2 separate regions of the Danio rerio genome follow, and region 1 is linked to region 2. The links are chromatin contacts, called in public HiChIP or PLAC-seq maps. All regions are on one chromosome and are shown on one strand. The core of a region is the stretch at or near the end of the contact, and the rest is flanking DNA. Distances in the headings are between cores, read along the strand shown. Region 1 holds the start of rusc2 (RUN and SH3 domain containing 2). Region 2 holds the start of unc13ba (unc-13 homolog Ba (C. elegans)).

Evidence for each region. HiChIP or PLAC-seq counts read pairs in DNA pulled down with a chosen protein or histone mark.
Region 1: an H3K4me3 HiChIP or PLAC-seq map of embryo shows a contact between it and region 2, with 2.2 times the contacts expected there. The contact joins the promoter of rusc2 here to the promoter of unc13ba in region 2. A contact is called at or near these places in 2 of 18 Hi-C or Micro-C datasets (caudal fin and an unstated tissue) and 1 of 4 datasets of contacts at active chromatin or transcription factors (embryo).

What each region holds. Positions count from the first base shown.
Region 1 is chr5:20,026,175-20,031,296 of GRCz12tu, forward strand. It overlaps rusc2 (RUN and SH3 domain containing 2), which reads left to right and starts at 1,856. Exons shown (of 12, transcript XM_005165191.6): 1 at 1,856-2,250. atp8b5a (ATPase phospholipid transporting 8B5a) reads left to right here. Exons shown (of 29, transcript XR_012406786.1): 29 at 172-1,170.
Region 2 is chr5:19,792,890-19,798,210 of GRCz12tu, forward strand. It overlaps unc13ba (unc-13 homolog Ba (C. elegans)), which reads left to right and starts at 1,873. Exons shown (of 42, transcript XM_021476430.3): 1 at 1,873-2,074. The coding sequence starts at 2,053. LOC137495512 (a long non-coding RNA gene) reads left to right here and starts at 4,787. Exons shown (of 3, transcript XR_011015347.2): 1 at 4,787-5,321.

The sequences.
Region 1 (5,122 bases), core at 606-3,105, 230 kb after region 2:
ACTGTGGAAAATGATTGATTGGATTTACGCATTTTTATAAGTTATATGGGTTTAATTGAAACAAATAAATTAAATTTAGTTATGTTCAACTTAATTTGTCAATTTAAATTCAACCTATATAAATTGTTTGCAACCTTAGTAAATGAATCCATTTCTTTAATGTGATTGCAGGTTTTCAGCCTTCTTCAAAACATCTTCTTTTGTTTTTAAAAGAAGAAAGAAACTCATAAAGGTTTGGAACTACCTTGAGGTAACTGTCCCTTCAAGAACTCTTAAAATAGCATAAAGGGGACATATTTAAAATGAAAAATAATTATTGGAGGAACTTCATTGACTGTAGCTCTATAGCTAATTGTTGCGATCTGGCAATTTCAGTTAACTAAAATCCCTGTCACATATATTTCTATGGTGTCTATGATATCATATCTCTAGGAGGTCAAAAATTCAACCAACCATTTTTTTGCCATATTTATATTACCATTTTTTGATCCTTCTCTGGCCTTTGGAATGAAAATGTACTTTTAGAAACTCGAGAGCCTTTTAATCATGTGAAATGAGAAGCAATGCTGAAGCATGGTCCTCATATACTGTAGTTCAAATAGGACTGACGTGATCAAGGACCTTGATATAAATAAAGCCAGCCGCTCATTACTTATTTTAGGATCTGCTCAGCAAGTTGATGCAGAGTCACATATGCTTCAGTAATCTAACGCCAGAAAAGGCACAATGGTTTAATTCATATACCATACACTAAACTTTACAGGTTTGTTACAAGCTAGTCATCTTATTGTATATTTTAGGTGCTTCTCTTCATTATTTCACTGACTGTGGTGTGTGTCTCTGTGTGTGGGTCTGTGTGGGTGTGTATGTAATGAATTTTTACATCACGATCGCAGCTTGCTATGCATACTTTTTTCTGAAATCTTCACAAAGACTATATCCCAAAGATTTCCATTTGAAAACACAAAGGAAAATAAATTTTTTATGTAACAGATTTTTAATGCACTTCAAATGAAATGAAGAGAGCAATTTGAACATATTCATTGTATCCAGTACACAAAAACACTTCTGGATAATCAGCTCTATTTGTGTACATTATGCCTGAACTATGCATTTTTTGTAAAAGCAAAACTATTTTGTACAAATAAAATACTTTTATACTTTTTAAAATTTTGAATCTGCATTTTTACACTTTTTGAGTCTGTTCAGTTATGCACTGCTGTAATAAGTTCTGTATACTCCATTTAAGATGAAGTAATGCGATATTTAATTAACTCATTACCTTCAAAACTCTCTTCAAATGAGTTGAATTAACTTTCAATACATTTTGAGTAAAGTTGACTGTTGAGTTTTATAGAGTAGACAAACATATCAGATCGGTTATTGGCTTCAGTTTTTATCATCCCAGCTTGCTGTCTAAAATCAAACATTTCTTAAATCCCACCATACTAGAGATGACTGTCCACGCTTGAAGAATGTTTCAGAAAGCATCTAAGACAAAAACAGAATTCAAAAAAAAAAAATAAACAAGTAAATGACAGGATGAGAGTGTGGTTTAACGTCACAAAAATCAGATGAGGGCTTTTCTTTTTCTGAATTGCTTTTTAAATTTGTCAGTAGGGTTTAGGGAAGGGGGAGAGCGGGTCTTTTTAATATTTTTTCTTTTTAATTATATATTTTTATATGCAATGATATTCATACATGTCTATGTGCCCCAAATATCCAAACACTTTTTGCAGCAACTGCAATCCCTGTTTTTCCTAACTAAAATTAGGTGGACCCTCCAGACAGACGGGCCCTTAGTCCATTCATGGGACACGCCAGCTATTTAACTCTCAGTGCTGAGAGTGAAGGCAGGCTTTCTTCCACCGAACAATGAGAAACGCAGTGACCGGAGAGTAGCCTAAACAAAGAGCTGCCTGCAGGGCACCAGCAGTCCAACACCCCAACCCGCCCTCACGCTATCAAGCCACAGTTTCCAACCCCTCTCACCTGGACCCAAACAGAAGTGGTTTGTGACCCCCATCACCGTAAAGATGCCCAAAAGTCAGCATTCTACGGACGCGCAGTTTGTGTGAGCGCGAGGGCGGGCGCGCGCATCATCTGACGTAGCGCCGTCCACGTCTCTCAGCGCTGCGCTGCTGTTGCGCTCAGTATCTTCACCACAAAATCAACCCAAACGTCAAGATTGTTCACCGTGGTTTGACATCCTGATATTTGGGAGCCGTAGACATGACATTTATCGTCAATGTGAGTATAAACGTGCCGCTGTTTTCATCATTTGAAAGGAATGTGGTAAACATGGTGCGGTGGAAGCTAACCGGACTGCCCGCTGGCAAATCTTACATCATTGCTTCTGAATCATATTAAACAGAGATTGTGGTTTTATTAGTTATTAACGCGACATTAATGAGGGTTGTGTTGTTTTTAAATGATAACGTTTAGATACTGGCGTTTTTGACGTTTGCGCGTGCACCGTTATGTCCGCTCACATACGCCCGTTTTAATGCGTTCATCGTTCATGCGTTAACATTAAAGGTCGGCATGATGGGCTTTTACTGTAATACAGATGATTTTCCAAGCTTTTAGAATAGCGATTTATGATCATCATTACACAAAAGAAGCACCTTGGGATAGAAAAACAGACAGGCAGTTCGTTGTTTTCATGCTGATTTGACATCGTTTATTTATTTATATGTCAATTAGGCCTTCGCTGTTTTGGTGCATTACATGTAAGTGAAGAAAAGATGATCATAGAGCTGTTAAAATCAGAAAATAGGGTGACAGATACAGGGCGTGCTGCTGTTATGTCAAATGTGCCATCGTGATTCGCTGAGGGCGCGCGCGTGTGAGGCCTGTGTTTGCGCATATCGATCACAGCACCAGCGGTTTCATAATAAACACAGGCACATCATCTCCTCAAATCTCTGGCCTGCACACATTTTATTATAAGCGATACGAATTATCGAATAAACACTGCATTGAACAGCATATAAAGGCCTTTTAATGTACACGCTCTGTATTTGATTGTTGAAGGCTGCTCATATGGGAGATTGTTCAGTATACTTTTTTTCTGTACCACAATATGATTGTAAAGAAATATGCCGTAATAATTGCATTGAAGAATATTATAAAATAAGTAGTTTTTTTTGTAGTTTTATAAAGTGTCATTATTGTGGTGGTTATTATTGTAAAAACAGGTCAAGTTTCTTTTTATTTTATGTATGTTGACTTGTAGATTACTTGCTGCGTAAGCAAGGGCAAGGGTTTCTCTTTTTCCAGAAAAAAAGAAAAGAAAAAATCACATTAGACTACACATACCATATCCACCTGCATTTGTTGATTATGTTATAAATAAATGCAGGGCAAACATGTACAAACATTTCTCTTTTTTTTAACCCAATAGTTGAATTTGTCTCAGCACTTTTAGAGCGCATGCAGTATCATAGAACATTCATGTGCTTATCAGAAGCCTCTAAAGAAGACTTGCAGTAAAGTTGTCATGAAATCAAAATTTACATTATTTACCTTAACTCGCATTGATATTCTTGAGGTGAAAATTGAATCTGTTTAATCCAAAGAAAAATTTTTAAATCTGCAAGTTAATCCACTGTAAATATTGTCTTTGTTATCTGTAATCAAAATGTATGCTGAAAAACTACATTAGCCTCTTAATAATTCTGCACTAGGCATGGTACTATAACCGGTCTCAAGGTTTACTGAGATTTGGAAATTTCAAGGTTTTTAAACCATCAAAGTTTTCTTTAATACCATTTCTAAGGTATATGTAAGTTTTGTTTGTTTTTTAGATGTTTTTCACAACTACACTGAAAAAAAATATTCAAAGATTGTTCTTTTGCATTTACAAGTTTTTGTTAAGTTTAATGTTTGTAACAAGTTACTTGGGCTGAATTTAAACAAACAAATTAAGTTGAACATTACTAAATTTACTTTAAGTTCAACACATAAATTGTTTGCAACAGTTTTGCAGACACCCCTTTTCAGTGTATTTTATCTATTTTTTTATGGCAATAGTATTTCAAGCAGGAAAGAAACCCTTACATTAAAAGCTACTTGTCCAAAATATTTTAAATGTTTCTTAAAGTAAAATATATTGCGTTTAATGGGGGAAAACGTTGTTGTTTTTTACTTAGACATTTAAAAAGAACTTGTTAAATACAATACTGTAATACTGTGAAATCGTGATATTTTTATTCAAGGTTATCATACTGTCAAAATCTTATACCGCCCATCCCATGCCTATTCTGCTTAGCAAATTACACTAACCAGAGAGATGTAGTGAGCAAAGAGCATCTTTAGCTCCATTACTCTAAGAAACATTGAGAGTGACATGATCAGTCAGTTATTCTCTCTATGCTTTCTAAATTTATACAGAGAATAGTTTTCATTTCTTCATTCAATTTTTTTATTTGATTATGTCATTCATGAGATTGTAGTTCTTTGCTTAATTAAAGCCAGTGATTTGTTTAGTCTGATTTTAATTTACCACTTTGCTTCAAATCAAATTTGAAATGGGATTATATGTGTCTTATAAGGTTTTAACAAATACACTGTAAAATCCCCCTTTTCAAAAAAGCCCCAAAAACAATAGAATGAAGAAGTGGCATTAATCTTAGGTCAACTTAAAGGGATAGTTCAACCAAATATTAACATTTCCTCACACCAAGGGACTTCTGAACTTTTGTCCAGCATTCTTTTTTGCATTTCTTCTTTTGTGTTCTTTCTTCTTTGCAACACATGTTTGGGACAAGTAAAGGATGACAGAAATATCAGTTTTGTGTGAACTAAACTTTAATATCTTACAACGATCTGAGAGCAATGTAGAATTTCACATGCTGTTGGATGACAGTGTAATTATTACAATAGCACAATAGTTTTACTCTCTGGAAAGCTTTTATTATTCCAATGTACAGAAACTATACTGAATATAGCATTTATTTTCTGTTACACAACTGACACAGACTGAAATCTGTCTCTTCCCACCTCTGATAGAACTTTCTAGTCGGATTGCATCTAACAAAAGCAGCTAGTGTTCAAGAGATGAGTGTGAGATGTTGATTTCCTCTTTTAGATTGAAGCTTATTATTCCTTTTTGAGGGGT
Region 2 (5,321 bases), core at 623-3,122:
AATAATAATAATAATAATAATAATAATCATTATTATTATTGTTGTTGTTGTTGTTGTTGTTGTTGTTATTTAAATACGCAAATATATAAATAAATGAGTAAATAAATACATCAATTCCTGAATAAATAAATACATAAATCGTTATTAGTGCTGGCAGCAAATAAATAAATACATTTCAGGAATGTTGGGGAATAAGAAAATGCTAAACTAAAAGTTTATTTTTTTCCCCTCATTTTAAACCATTATTCACGTAGTTGCATGTTTACTTTTCTTGGGTCAACATGCTAATAAGAGGCTGTCTGTCAATCACCAGAAGCCAGTGAATAAAATCAAATGGAAAGTTTTTCTAAAAATCAACTGATGATGGCATAAAGACCACTTTCTGATAATTGACAGACAGCCTGAGTCCTAATAGTTCACCTATTTTTGCAATGCAGTTATTCTTATTTGCTTTGGAAAGATTTGTCTTTTTGTGAAAAGGTTTTGTTTGGTTTTGTTAATTACAAGACAAAGCCTTTACATAAAAAGAAAACCTATTTCCCTATTCTTCTTATCTTATTAACAAAATTTTATATGCATAAATGTAAATTTATAAACCAAAAACCTTTTTTAAATAGCATTTCTTTCTGAAATGCAGTATTACTTTGAAACTATTTCTAACTCTTTTACAAAGAAAGGCTTTAAAAACAACTGACATTTGTAAATTATATAATCTTTTTCTTTAATGTGTAATGTCTCTTCTGTTTTTTGGTTTTCTTTTTTTTTCAAATTATTTTAACTTTCTTTATAATGTACTGTGATTTGTATCTTTTCACCTTTCGCATACCACCACCACCACCACCAACAACAACAAGTAGTAGTAATAATAATAATAATAACAATAATAAGAAGAAGAAAAAGAAGAAGAAAAAAAAGAAAGACAGACTGCCTCTCATTAGCATGTTGACCTGAGGAAAAGTAAACAAGCAACTACATGAATAATGGTTTCAATGGGGAAAAAAAACAACCTTTCAGTTTAGCATTTACTTATTCCCCCATCATTCGTGTTATATATTTATTTAAGTAGGAAGTTGTGGATTTTCGATATCATTTATTCATTTCTTTGCATATTTCTTTTTTTATTTATGCAGGAATTTATAGATTTATTTACTTGTTTATTTATATATTTGCGTATTTATTTATTGTTTTATTCATGCATGAAATTATGGATTTATTTACTCATTTATTCATATTTTTGCGTATTTATTGATTCATTTATTTCTTTATTGTTTTTGCTTGTTTCGTCCTTCTAACCAGATCCTTGCACAGGTATTTAGGTGTTGCTCGGGTAAAAGCATTTATTCAAATCAAGTTAACAGAGTGCTTAGTTTCACGGCTACTTGGAAACAAATGTGAATGTAAATATTTTTAAAATGTTTATTACGAAGTAGCATGTGTTAAACGCGAGATGGCGCAATGGCACTACAGAAACATCAGACATAAATCCTTTCGTCAGTTCAACAGGCTGCACACACAGACTGAGACTGTTAAGTTTAGTATAATAAAGGTGCAGCATTTAAATCAGAAATTAAACATTACCAGTCAGCCATTTTTTTCCTTCAAAAATAGCCTAAAACACACGTTAAATATTAATATTTAATATGTTGCAAATAATTATAGGCATACATATCTACAAAAATAGCAGGATTTGTTTGTTTTAAATGAATATGATGATGCAGATGTTGTCAAATATGCAGGTTAAAGAGGGCATTACACACCTGTGCGGATAAAAAACGTTATCCGTCGCATCATCTTGTAGTCCCGCCCACTCTCTCCTTTTGATGAAGTTGATTGGCTCCTGCTTATGTCACTAACGCCATGGGGACGCAGAACACAGTTCTCCTGGCGCGTTGCGAACACAGTCGCTATTTAACTCTAGTCTATTATGATGATGAATTCAACAAACTACGATATTTGTTCGCAACTTAAAATATCCTTTCGAACGGGGAGGAAATAAAGTGCCAGAAGAGGTGATAAAGTCATAAATGTACAGTGTGGACTAAAATCTCAGCAATGTCTCTTCTTTGTGTGCGAGGTAAGTATTTGGGACCTTGAAATATTTACTTTTTATAACATTGTCTTCCCGTTTGTCTGTGTTTACGTGCTTCTGGTTTAAAATGTGCTGTAATTTTAATTGTATGAAAGCGGTTGGAGCAACAGGTAACAGTAACAGGTGTAAGCTATAATAATTACATACACCTGTTCTATACACAAGAACGGGTGTAACTTTCGATGAACACCTAAATGTATCACTGACTCGTATGTGTGTTACTGTGGATCTGAGGCGACTCATCTTCTGTTAATGCGCTTAACGGGTTTTCCCCGCTGTTAAGGCACCGCATATGCTGTGATCACCTGTCTGATTGTCCCACTGTACGCTTTGATTTTGTATGACATCAAGCATTCCCAAAGGATTATTCAGTTTCCTGCAGGATATGACATGATTGTGGGTGTTTCTACTTTAAACTGTGAGCTCTAAAATAAGATATTTGTTGCGAAAAGCTATGTCGACTGGACTGTAATTTGTAGGCTAAATGAAACTCCTAAAGTTGGCGGCTCATTCCTCTGTGGCGACCCCTAATGAATAAAGAGACTAAGCCAAAGGAAAATGAATGAATGAATAATCTCTTAATAGGGCCTGCTATTCCATATCTGTTGTTGACAGAAGATCCAGTCCATGTTCAGTCAGTCATTTTGTAAATTACAGAATTAGAGTAGAACTAACTTTTGCCATTCAGTGAAAAATAATATATACTTGTTGGTGGAAATTAGTTGGATTTTGCTTTTTAGTATCGTTTTTGTTTCCAAAAAACTTTGGAGTGGTTGCAAGATTGATATGGCACTTCCTGTTTCACACAAGTAGTAAATAGTGATGCTCCGATTGATCGGCCAGACATCGTGATCGGCCGATAATCACATTTCATGACTCGATCCGTACTTGCTAATCTGGCCAATCTTATGAACCGATCACAATTGTTTGTTTATGATTAGTTTACACATCAGAACTGATTGTTCTGTGCTTTCAACAGTATTGCAAGTTCATTAAAACCTTGCTGGAAATATAAGAGAAATATAAAAAAAAACATAAAAATGATTTTTAACTTGAATATTTAATAATATAACTTATTGTAATAAACAGTATAGAAATATTTTCTATTAGTAAAGAAGTAATGAGATGATAGATGTGCGTTTTAACTTTTTATGTATAAAATATGTGCTCCAAACTTCCATCATTTGCAATGTTTCCAAATTGCTTTGTCACTCATTTTTGATACCATTTTCTTGAATCTGTTTAATCTATTATTTTCTGTAAAGCTGCTTCTGGCCGTGACATGTCCACACTAAATAGTTATTAAGAGATTTGTTTAAGGAATTTCATGCAACATCTTTAATTTATTCTCTTAGGTAAAGTGATATCTTCACTTACTTATCATACTTTGAGGGAAAATGCACTTTATACATTATAAAGCTTGAAGCATCACAATCGGTACTTGGTATCTTCCGATCACATTGACAAGGAATTGGTACACTGTATCGGCTGCAAAAATCTTGATCAGAGCATCCCTAGTAGTAAAGTTGTTATATATTATGCTTTTTGTTTAATATTACATGTCATTGTGTACATTGTAAATTTCGAGTTTACGCAGACTTTAATGTAGCAATTTAAGGGCACCTAAAGGGCAATTCATCTGTAAAAACATTGCATTCCCTTTTATCACATTTCTCCAACACATTGTTTATGCTACTAATATTAGGCCTGTCACAATATCTATTTTTTTTTGTTGTGCGATATATTGCACCAAAATGTGCTAAACAATATTATTGTCATTTTAAGGCCATTTTATGCTCTCATTATATAATGCCAGAATGACAATATAATATCAACACAATGCAGGTACACTCTTCCAAAGAACACATCATATTTTATTCCTAAGAATATTTAATTTCATTATAATCATTTTAACAAATTAATGATTGGGCATTGAAAAGGCATATCTTAAATAAATAAATAAATAATAACTGTTAACAAAAAGTGCAAGGTAAAAAGTAACAGAGGTGGCGAAATCTGCTACAAGACCTATTTTCAGTTGTCAGGCACCCACATGAAAATATATTGTAATCTGTAGGAAATACTATAGTGTTTTTTTGACTACACTGACTCTGACACCTCCAATAGAGATAAAGATGTTCACTCACAATCAGATAAATGTTGCTAGAATTGACTTTTATGTATGGGCGATATATATTGCATCACCAAAAATGATTGAGGTCATGTCCATGTGTTGAGTTATAAGTCAATATATTGTTTATTGTGACAGGCCTAGCTAATATAGATGCTACTTTAAACTATGTGGTTTAAAATGAGATGTGTTGTATTACAAAAACTCTTGGATTGATAAAGGTACCTATTACTAGCGGCATACAGAATGTTTATGCTATTTCTGCCTAGAATTTTGTTCAAAATCTATGGATTTATGCAAAATTATTTTGACAGTATAGTAAATAAATACATAACACAAACACAAAAAAAGATGTTTACAATGCTTTTAAAAGTATACAGTGCAAATCCAACTAGAACCACTTGTAAGTCAAATAATGTTTTCTTTCTTTCAGTAGATATATTATAACTACTATAAGAAAGAAAATATTACTTTACAAACTATATTTGAACATAAACCATAGAAACATTTGCATATTATTCAATAATTTTGCTGGAATTAGTTTAAAAACTGAATATATATATATATCCAGAAAGCAGGTTATGTGACATACACGGGTAAGTTTGAGAGTAAGTAGGTGGATAACGTCAACTTTGGTTCCAAAATTTGGAGGTAACTTCTGAGTATGTTAAGTAGTCATAGCAACTTACTCTCTGAAGATAACCTGCTCCGGAGCAGGTTATGTTCAGAGAGTAAGTTGCTATGTTTCAGAGTTTGTCTGTTTCAGAGAGTTTACTGAGCATTGCGTGCTCTTTTGATGAGAATATTTATGGATGTGGACACACAGATACAAGTTTTTTCGTTGTGAGAGGGTTATAAGTGCATAGTTTTTTTCATAACCAAATTCATAATGTTAATGTATTTAACAAACCTTTTTGAAATCAAATGTGACAAACCGCGGGTCTGCGCTTACCATAAAAAACATTCAGTGCAGCTCTTTGTATTCGCGTCAGGGCATTTTAGGCAACTGTACAATGTGGCAGTATGACCACCTGTACAGTATGCCTGGCACTGAACTGTTTTTTTACACTTTTGTACAGTTCCTTGGTCATACATTACTGC